2 separate regions of the Lactuca sativa genome follow, and region 1 is linked to region 2. The links are chromatin contacts, called in public Hi-C maps. All regions are on one chromosome and are shown on one strand. Each heading gives the region's core, a stretch centred on a gene start, on an enhancer-like site or on the middle of the called end of the contact. The rest is flanking DNA. Distances are from core to core; before and after follow the strand shown. Region 1 holds the start of LOC111918310 (glyceraldehyde-3-phosphate dehydrogenase GAPC1, cytosolic). Region 2 holds the start of LOC111918312.

The links. Hi-C and Micro-C count contacts between places; a contact is called where the count stands out from the background.
Region 1: a Hi-C map of leaf shows a contact between it and region 2, with 5 times the contacts expected there. The contact joins the promoter of LOC111918310 here to the promoter of LOC111918312 in region 2. A contact is called at or near these places in 2 of 4 Hi-C or Micro-C datasets (both in leaf).

What each region holds. Positions count from the first base shown.
Region 1 is chr8:280,443,072-280,447,911 of Lsat_Salinas_v11, reverse strand. It overlaps LOC111918310 (glyceraldehyde-3-phosphate dehydrogenase GAPC1, cytosolic), which reads left to right and starts at 1,930. Exons shown (of 9, transcript XM_023913989.3): 1 at 1,930-2,053; 2 at 2,154-2,186; 3 at 2,278-2,378; 4 at 2,812-3,027; 5 at 3,132-3,278; 6 at 3,362-3,520; 7 at 3,597-3,739; 8 at 3,837-4,010; 9 at 4,098-4,414. The coding sequence starts at 2,050. The coding sequence ends at 4,146.
Region 2 is chr8:279,963,236-279,968,081 of Lsat_Salinas_v11, reverse strand. It overlaps LOC111918312, which reads left to right and starts at 1,433. Exons shown (of 2, transcript XM_023913992.3): 1 at 1,433-2,827; 2 at 3,483-4,822. The coding sequence starts at 2,150. The coding sequence ends at 4,685.

The DNA.
Region 1 (4,840 bases), core at 681-3,180, 480 kb before region 2:
CAATACACCAAATATGACATTAATGTTTATAGATTTTAACTCTAATCATCAACTGGTGATGAAATACCATTATGAAAATGTATTATTATCAAAACATCAAATGGAGTATGAATTTAGATCCATGAGCAACTAGGGTTTGGAAAATCCCTAACTCACAATATATAAGCTGGGATCTCATCCAAACTCCATAATCAACAAGGTGGAACATCAATAGAATGGCTAAACTCTATCCCCATTATATGATTCTCTAACTTATAATTTTCAACCACCGAAGGCTAGTGGAAGTATCTGGTTGTTATCATATGTGGAAAACTCTAGGAATATAGTTTTGAGTATTTATAGTTTAGTTAAGCATTGCCAATTACAATAAGTGGACACACATAATTTAAACTAATTACATCAATATATTTCAATGAAAATACAAATAGTATTTAGAAAGTTGTTTTTACCACACAAATGATAGCGGCGAAAAAGTATTCTAAGCGATGGTTGTCATCCATCTTAATGTAGATAACTATTCTTGGATTTATTTTTTCTTGATTTTAAAAATTAATATACATATGGTCTTGAAAAACCTTCTTAAAGGGGCCCTTATTCACCAATAGGTATATTTCACTCGTCTTGATTTGCAGTAGGAATAATAAACACTAAACACTAGTCACTGAGAGTTTGAATGATCGATTTTCCATACAACATGTTTCTTAAACTATCAACCAATATATCCTTCATGATGTGACTCGAAACAATTTTGTTGGCTTGGCGATGAGAAGATGCAGGTGTACACAAATGTACTTATCCATAATCTCCAATATGATAACCTACTTCAAACCTATCTTTAGCATGGTAATCTTCTTTGTGTTTTTAATAATTGAAAATTTTGAATGTACGAGGATCAATCAACCTTATAGTCAGTAATGTCAAATTCCTGATTACTTTATGTCAATTTCCACCAATTCTCTAATAGTCCAAAAAAAATCGAATGTTTCAGAATGTGATATTCATAGTATTTAGGATTTAGACTATGTTTGACATACTAGCAAAATGACTAGCTGATAAAAATGGCATTTGATTAAAATTAGCTGATAAACTAGTTGAAAGATATAAAATAATATAAATATAAAAAGACATATATAAGAATATGTGTTTTATAATGACTTAAAGATACATTTTAGGTCATGAAAAACATAGTTTAGATAGTTTTTTAAAAAGCTACCTTATTAACTAGTTTATAAGCGTATAACAACTTAAAAAAACTTAAAAAATAAAATAATTTATTAATTCACTATAATGTGTCAAACATAACTTTTATAATCATTGTTACAATTCTTAAAACCGTGGTCAATTCGGTGAATTGTTTGTTCTTAATAGCCTTATTCGTAAATACCCTTCAATATAATATTCCATCCGTCCCAATATTATTGTCCACAGACAAAAAACACACAGATTAAAAAAAACATTAATTACCATTAACTTTATTTAATAAAATGACAGTTTTGTCCTTACTTTATATTTAATGTTCCATTAAATGTTTAATTGTTTAAGTAATAATGAGGGGATATTTTGGTAAAAATGTTATTTATTTTTAGAAGTGGACTATTATTTTGGGACAAACCACAAAGGAAAGATGGACTATAATTTTGGGACGGAGGGAGTATTATAAAATATTATAAACGGACAATTAGTGATGATAATTTTTTTTTAATTAACATTAATCTTTTTATATTTTATAAGGATACCCAATTATCTTCCCGACATTTTACCAAATTTGACTAGTAAAAATTATTTTCCTAACATTTTACCAAATTTTGACCCTAAGAAAAGATCCATGGAATATTCGTTTTATTTCCAACGGCTCGATCTCAAAATTTTTCCGATTTCTTTTTCTCCAAGACAGTAAATTGAAACCGCTGTCACGTTCACCCACGGCTTCGGTTCATCCGCCGAAGCTTTAAATACCAGTTGCCCCAATCGTCTTTCATATCATTCTCACACTCATTTCTCTTTACATTATTTCTCTCTCTAAACCCTTCAAAACTCTACTCAATCGCCATGGGTAATCCCGTCGTTCCTTGATTAGTTTTCTTCATTCTCATCTCTATTCATCTATGTTTTCGATCGATTCTAACTTCTACATGCTTCATTTGAACTTGCAGGTTCTGACAAGAAGATTAGAATCGGAATCAACGGTACATTTTTTTTAATTGTGGTTTGATCTGTTTTTGAGCTCCTTTTGGTTTCTTGCTTATTGATTCACTGGATCCGACTGATATTATACAGGATTTGGAAGAATCGGTCGTCTAGTTGCTAGAGTTGCTCTTCAGAGAGATGATGTTGAGCTTGTTGCTGTTAACGATCCTTTCATCTCCACTGATTACATGGTATACTACTCGTTTTGGTTTGCTACTTTAGTGTTAAATACGATTCGATCTATAAACGAATGCTGTTTTAGCTAATCAACACTTCAATATTATAGATCTTAGATAAGCTGCAAACAGGAATATTCATACTGATGCTTAGGAGTTAGGATCACGTATTAGAACGCTATTTAGTTTGAATGAACACACTATCGATGTCTGGGTTTATAGAGTGCGTGATCTCAGTATGTTTCGGCGTATTTGGCACAATCTCTATCATCTCTTTCCCTTTTATGATAAAAAGTTACTCGAATGAAACAAATGATTATTCTATCAGTGGATCAAAAATCCATTTATCACAGTGTACTACAAGATCTGTTTACCTCGTGAATGTAGATGTATGGATTTATATAGTATTGAATCTGTATAATAACCGATCCATTTATTTTACTTGCAGACATACATGTTCAAGTACGACAGTGTTCATGGCCAATGGAAGCACAATGAACTTAAGGTGAAGGATGAGAAAACCCTTCTCTTCGGAGACAAGCCTGTGACTGTATTCGGTATCAGGAACCCAGAAGACATCCCATGGGGTGAGGCCGGAGCTGACTACGTGGTGGAATCCACCGGAGTCTTCACCGACAAAGACAAAGCTGCTGCTCACTTAAAGGTCTGACTTGATTTGATCTAAATATATACACCTTTTCTGTTTCTTAACAAGAAGATCATAGATTGTTTATTTGACTTTTCTCGATTGGTTTTATATATGATCAGGGTGGTGCTAAGAAGGTCATCATCTCTGCTCCTAGCAAGGATGCACCCATGTTTGTTGTTGGTGTCAATGAGAACGAATACAAACCTGAGCTTAACATTGTTTCCAACGCCAGTTGCACAACCAACTGTCTTGCTCCTTTGGCTAAGGTATTTTCAATTTTCAATTCCAACCTTCAAGTTTGTCTTTGTTTCATTTTCAGCCCTTGTAAATTACTTTGTACAATTTTCAGGTGATTAACGACAGATTCGGCATTGTTGAGGGACTTATGACAACTGTCCACTCCATTACAGCCACCCAAAAGACCGTTGATGGGCCATCCATGAAGGACTGGAGAGGTGGAAGAGCCGCCTCCTTCAACATCATTCCCAGCAGCACCGGAGCTGCCAAGGTAAGGATTCTCCGGCGAACTCTCCGGCCACCACCACCACCACCAACTAATCTTACATTTCCTGTTCTTGTTGCAGGCTGTTGGCAAGGTTTTGCCAGCTCTTAATGGCAAATTGACCGGAATGTCCTTCCGTGTCCCAACTGTTGATGTCTCAGTTGTTGACTTAACTGTTAGACTTGAGAAGAAGGCTACTTATGAGCAGATCAAGGCTGCTATTAAGTAAGAGTTTTTGTTTTCTTAGTTTATTATAATAAAATAAAATTCAGTCGATGCTGATATTTTGAAATAACTTTGTGGGGGCATTTTTGTAATTTAGGGAGGAATCAGAAGGCAAATTGAAGGGTATTTTGGGATATATCGAAGAGGATGTTGTATCCACCGACTTTGTTGGTGACAGCAGGTCGAGCATCTTCGATGCCAAGGCTGGGATCGCTTTGAATGACAACTTTGTGAAACTTGTCTCGTGGTATGACAACGAATGGGGTTACAGGTAAGAAAACGGGATTTTTATTTTTATTTTGTTTGAACGGATTTTTTTTACAATGTTATTGACATTTTCTAAAATTCGTTTTTGCAGTTCACGTGTTATTGATTTGATTTGCCACATTGCATCTGTTGAGGCCTAGAAGCGTTAAATATTGCGGAATGTGTTGGTTTTTGTTTTTTTGAGTTTGAATAAGGGAAATCTTTTGTGGAAGGTTTTTACTAGAGATTTTTGGAATAACGCTGGTACATGTGTAATGTCCTGAGGATGATGATCGGGACTTCTTTTTTGGTTTTTTAGTATGCTCGATTGTACTTTTTTGTTTCGAGCTTTTATCTGTTTATTTCTTAGTAAAAAACACATTTCTCAATTGTATCTGTTTCCAAATATGATTCAGTTTGGTTGATATATTTGTCTATTGTCTAATTAATAAAATCAACATAAATTAAAAATTAAAAATCTCACTATATTTGTGGTTGAGTTGTGGGTTTAGTTTTTCCCAACAAGAAATCTCGTTATCTTAATTGGAATTTAAAAGAAGTTACAGAAAAAAAAACATCTAATGCTTTTCCTTTTTTCCAAAAAAAATAACATAAAAAGGGAAACCTTAGCCCAACTAGGGATGTTATTCGGGTCGGAACCGAACCGACCCGAACCCGAATAAACTGAAAACCGAACCAAATAATACGAGTTTTGTTCGGTTCGGGTATTATTCGGTTCGATTTGGTTCCGATCCGAATAACTCAAATAACATGTACATGATGATTAAGGAGCCGAATAACCCAAATAACATTTACAATGTGATAAATATTGTATTTTGTATGACTTTGTAGCTT
Region 2 (4,846 bases), core at 184-2,683:
TTTAGTTTTACACTAATTTTTATCCATCTTTGCAGTATCATAACTCCAACATATTATCTCTACAATTTATGAACTTTATATCACATGAAGACGGAAAGAGTATGCCAATTTCATTAAGATACTTTTAACCAAACATTTATGGGTCTTAATCTACTAAATCATGAAGTTGGCATTCAAAATCAAAAATTTCCCATTTTATGCCCTCTAATTATTACAACTTACATTAACACACTTATAAGAATTAACACACTTATAAGACTCAAGATTTCAAAAGTTCATGAAATTCATAAATCGACTAAATTACACTTATAATCAATATAACATTTGGCATAGATAATGACATGAAACCATAAGTACCTTGTAGGCGTGTATATTAGGATAATGACTCTCGCTCGTGTATATATATATTGTATTCATATAAGATAGTGATCATCCATGATCCACTGCAAATAACCACACATAGATATAACATATCCATCAACATAATAAATATATATATATATATATATATATATATATATATATATATATATATATATATATATATATATATATATATATATATATATATAAAATGTAAGTGTACTAGATGTTTTAGATATAATGGGTATACTAGGTGTTTTAGGTGCAAGAGGTGACAAATAACATGACTTTTAACATTTACTGTTGTGGGATATAGAGTTGGCTTACATGTGGCCCCCAAACATCCTAACACCTTTTGCGTCCCTTACACCATTTGCATCTCTTACACATCTTACATCTCTTGAGCTTTAGGCTCGAGGGAGTGATACATAACATGTCACATCAACTTTTTGGCTTCAACCTAAGCTCTACATATGATTCATCTAAACTTTACCATGGCATAAATATGAAATGCAATGATGCCTATTTAATAGCACATACCAATATGCAGTCTCTTCTCTATCTTTTCGACGTAGGAATGATGTTTGATCGCCTCATCTTTGGCATGCCACCGTTGGGGGGTTGTGTATGTTCCATTGTTGAGCAAAGGCCGGGCCTTTTTGTCGGCACTCCTCTTAGTCTTATTGTCACAAAATACCCCAAAGACGGGTGTAAAAAATGTAATACATGATGATAAAATAAGTGAATGTTACTTTGTTTTATATCCTTGGCGATATTAAGAGACAGAATGTAATACATGATGATAAAATAAGTGAATATTTACTTTGTTTTATATCCTTGGCGATATAAGAGACGACCAAAATTGTTTTGTATTGAATAACATTTTTCAATAATAAAAATAAAACCAGTTCATTAAATTGTATATTAATTAAGCGGTTGCCAATTTTCACAACTAGAGGAAACAATAGACACAGTACACACACGATCCGTCACGTGCGATACACGGGCAGAACGAATCTCCTCCCGATTTTCAACTATACAAAAAGCCAGCTTTCTCTATTCACACATCTCTGCAATCATAATATTCTTTATCCATGAACAAACAAGAAAATTATGTGGCTTCACTCGTTTTGTTTACATCTCTAACCACTAATCTACCCCTACCCCCACCGCCACCCCACTCAACCGATCTTTCCCACCTCTTCTTATGTCTTATTTGTCCCCTTTCCCTCCATTTTTGTGACTCTCTGATCATACCCTTTATCTCCTCAGATTCACTCATCATCCCTCCATCTTTCAAGAAACTTAGAATCACGGCTTTCTTGAAGTTCCAATACCCCTTTGTCACATGAATCCTCTTTTGGGTTTCCTCAAAATCAACTTCTCTTTTTTGGGTCTTCTTGTTTTCCAATAAAGTTTTCATCTTGATCTAATCTTGGAAATAATTCGGGGGTTCTGTAAATCTTTGTGTTGGGCAAGTTAGGTCTACTTTGATTACCATAACAAATTGAACTTTACCCAGAGTTTAAAATTTAAAACATGCCTATGTATTTGTGCTTTCTAAAATTAGGTTTCTTGTAGTATACACAATCCCTTTTCAATTTAATTCTAAAAGAATCCCATAAATTTCTACAAAATCAACTCTTCTTTCTGCGTTATTCCTGTTTTCCAATAAAGCTTCCATCTTTGATCAAATCTATCAAAATAATTCACGGGTTCCTAAATATTTGTGTGTAACCCTTAGATTTTACTAAAATCAGTGCCTAAATCTCTTGTTTTTTTTTCGATGGCTCCTTCATATTTTCCATTAAGGTGGGAAAGCACCGGTGATCAATGGTGGTATGCATCTCCAATCGATTTAGCAGCAGCTAATGGTCACTACGATTTGGTGAGAGAACTCCTTCATTTGGACACAAACCTTCTCATAAAACTAACATCTCTCCGCCGTATCCGGCGGCTGGAGACGGTGTGGGACGATGAAGATCAATTCAACGATGTTGCAAAAAACAGATCAAAAGTGGCAAGAAAACTTCTTCTTGAAGGTGAACCCAGAAACAGCCATGGCCGTAACTCACTGATCAGAGCTGGATACGGTGGTTGGCTTCTTTACACGGCGGCATCAGCCGGTGACGTGGGTTTTGTTAAAGAACTGTTGAAAAGAGATCCGTTGCTTGTTTTTGGTGAAGGCGAATATGGTGTTACTGATATATTGTATGCTGCTGCAAGGGGGAAGAATCAAGAGGTTTTCCAGGTTTTGTTTGACTTTTCTTTGTGGTCAAAGGGGGGAGAAGTTGGGTCTGTTTTTAAATTTGAGATGATAAATAGAGCTGTTCATGCTGCTGCTAGAGGTGGGAGTCTTGAAATCTTGAAACAACTTCTTGAAGATTGTGATGATGTTTTGATGTATAGAGATTTGCAGGGTTCTACTTTGTTGCATTCAGCTTGTGGCAGAGGTCAAACTGAGGTATTCAATCTGCTAATAACTCTGTTTTGATTAGTGTTTACCTAATTACATTTCTTTTGCAGATAATAACAATATATAACCTGAAAGTGTAAAATGCTAATAAGTTTAATTCTACATTGCTATTAGGTGTATAGAAATGTAAGTATGTTGCTATTATGAGTTTACAAATTGATATTATCTGCAAAATGCATAAGTTTTGTCGTTATTATCGGTAAAGAAATATAAAAAACGATTTCCTACAATTTTCCATTCTACCAATTGATAGTGCAAATTGCAAAACACGTTTATGAGGAAAATAATGTACTTTGGAATATTTTTTGGCACGTGAAAGTTGTTATTTTCTATAGGTGTGGCCAAAATTGGAAATTATGCCAAAAACATTGAAATTTCTCACCTAAATTTGCCTTTTTGCTGGATGGAAATTAATTATTTATCGGCATTATGTCAACAAACTAGAGATGTTGCTATTATGTAAGTAATTGTAAGGATGGTGTTATTAGGTGTAAAGAAACCTAACTATATTGCTATTATTGGCTTACGAATGTTATTATCGATAAAAAAAAATGTAAGTAAGTTGCTATTTTAGGTAAGGAAATGTAGGGACGTTGTTGATCATGTGATTATTGATCCTAACAAGAGCTATCATGTTGTGTAGGTTGTGAAGTATTTACTTGAATCTTATGATCTTATCGGCTCAAAAGACACACAAGACAACACGCCATTACACATTGCCGCCTATAATGGTCACTTACAAGTGGTGGAGCTTTTAGTTTCATCATCTCCATCCCTAATCCCATTAACAAACAACCACGGTGACACTTTTCTTCACACAACAATCGCCGGATTCAAAACGCCTGGATTCCGGCGAGTTGACCAGCAAATCGAACTCATGAAGCATCTCGTGAGTGGCAAAATTGTAAATTTAGAAGAAATTATCGATGTTAAGAACAACGATGGTCGAACCGCGCTTCACATTGCCGTAATCGAGAACATCCATTCGGATCTAGTCGAACTCCTTATGACTGTTAGATACATTGATTTGAACATCCGAGACGTTGATCGGATGACACCCCTTGATCTCCTTAGACAGCGGCCGAGATCAGCCTCATCAGAGATTTTAATCAAGAGGCTGATCTCGGCCGGTGGGATTTCGAATTACAACGATTATATGACCAGGACTGCCCTTGTATCCCATCTGAAAACACATGGGATCGGGGGCAGTCCTGGAACTTCCTTCCGAATCCCGGACGCGGAAATCATATTTTACGCTAATCCGGATCGCGAGTCAATGTACTCGGGCGAACTGAGTCAGTATGGCTCACCCGCGCGGTCAAACTCGGATTACTGTGACCGGGAATCGGGAAGTGGGCCCGCCAGACGGTTAAAGCTTCTTTTCGGATTTGCTCGAAGAAAAGAGGAATACGATGATTGTGATTCCGTAAATTCTCTCGGTTTGAGGAAATTTAAGCACGAAAATAGACCGATTTCATATCGGGAAAAATACTCGAAATGCTCGATTCCAAGCCCGTCTACAAAGACGAAGTTTTCGGCTGGGCTAACCCACGGGGTGCTACGGGTGCAGTCACCATCGAGCCAGTTTTCAGGGTCATCTTGGTCGTCGGGGTCAGATATTGAAGATGATGATAAAAGGCCTTCAAATGTTGTGATCAAGAACTATATGCGGTCTAGCACAGGCCCATGGGTTAGCCGTGACAAATCGAAGTTCCATAGGCGGCAGTCTTCATTGAGCAAGATTTTGATGAACCAGGTGTTTTGTTTTGGTGCACAGGGTCTAGTTGTGGATGAACCGGTTAGGCGTTCGAGCCCACGTCAAAGTTACATTGGTTCAACTGCCTGAATATAATATGTATATATATAGACACGATCTGTATGTATACAATAATTTTTTTTAATGTAATATTTTTATATAAACATTATGAGGACGATTTTACATTTTATTTTCTTGGCAAATACACACCATAAATTTTCGGGAAACACCCTGTTTGCTAAATCTCTACC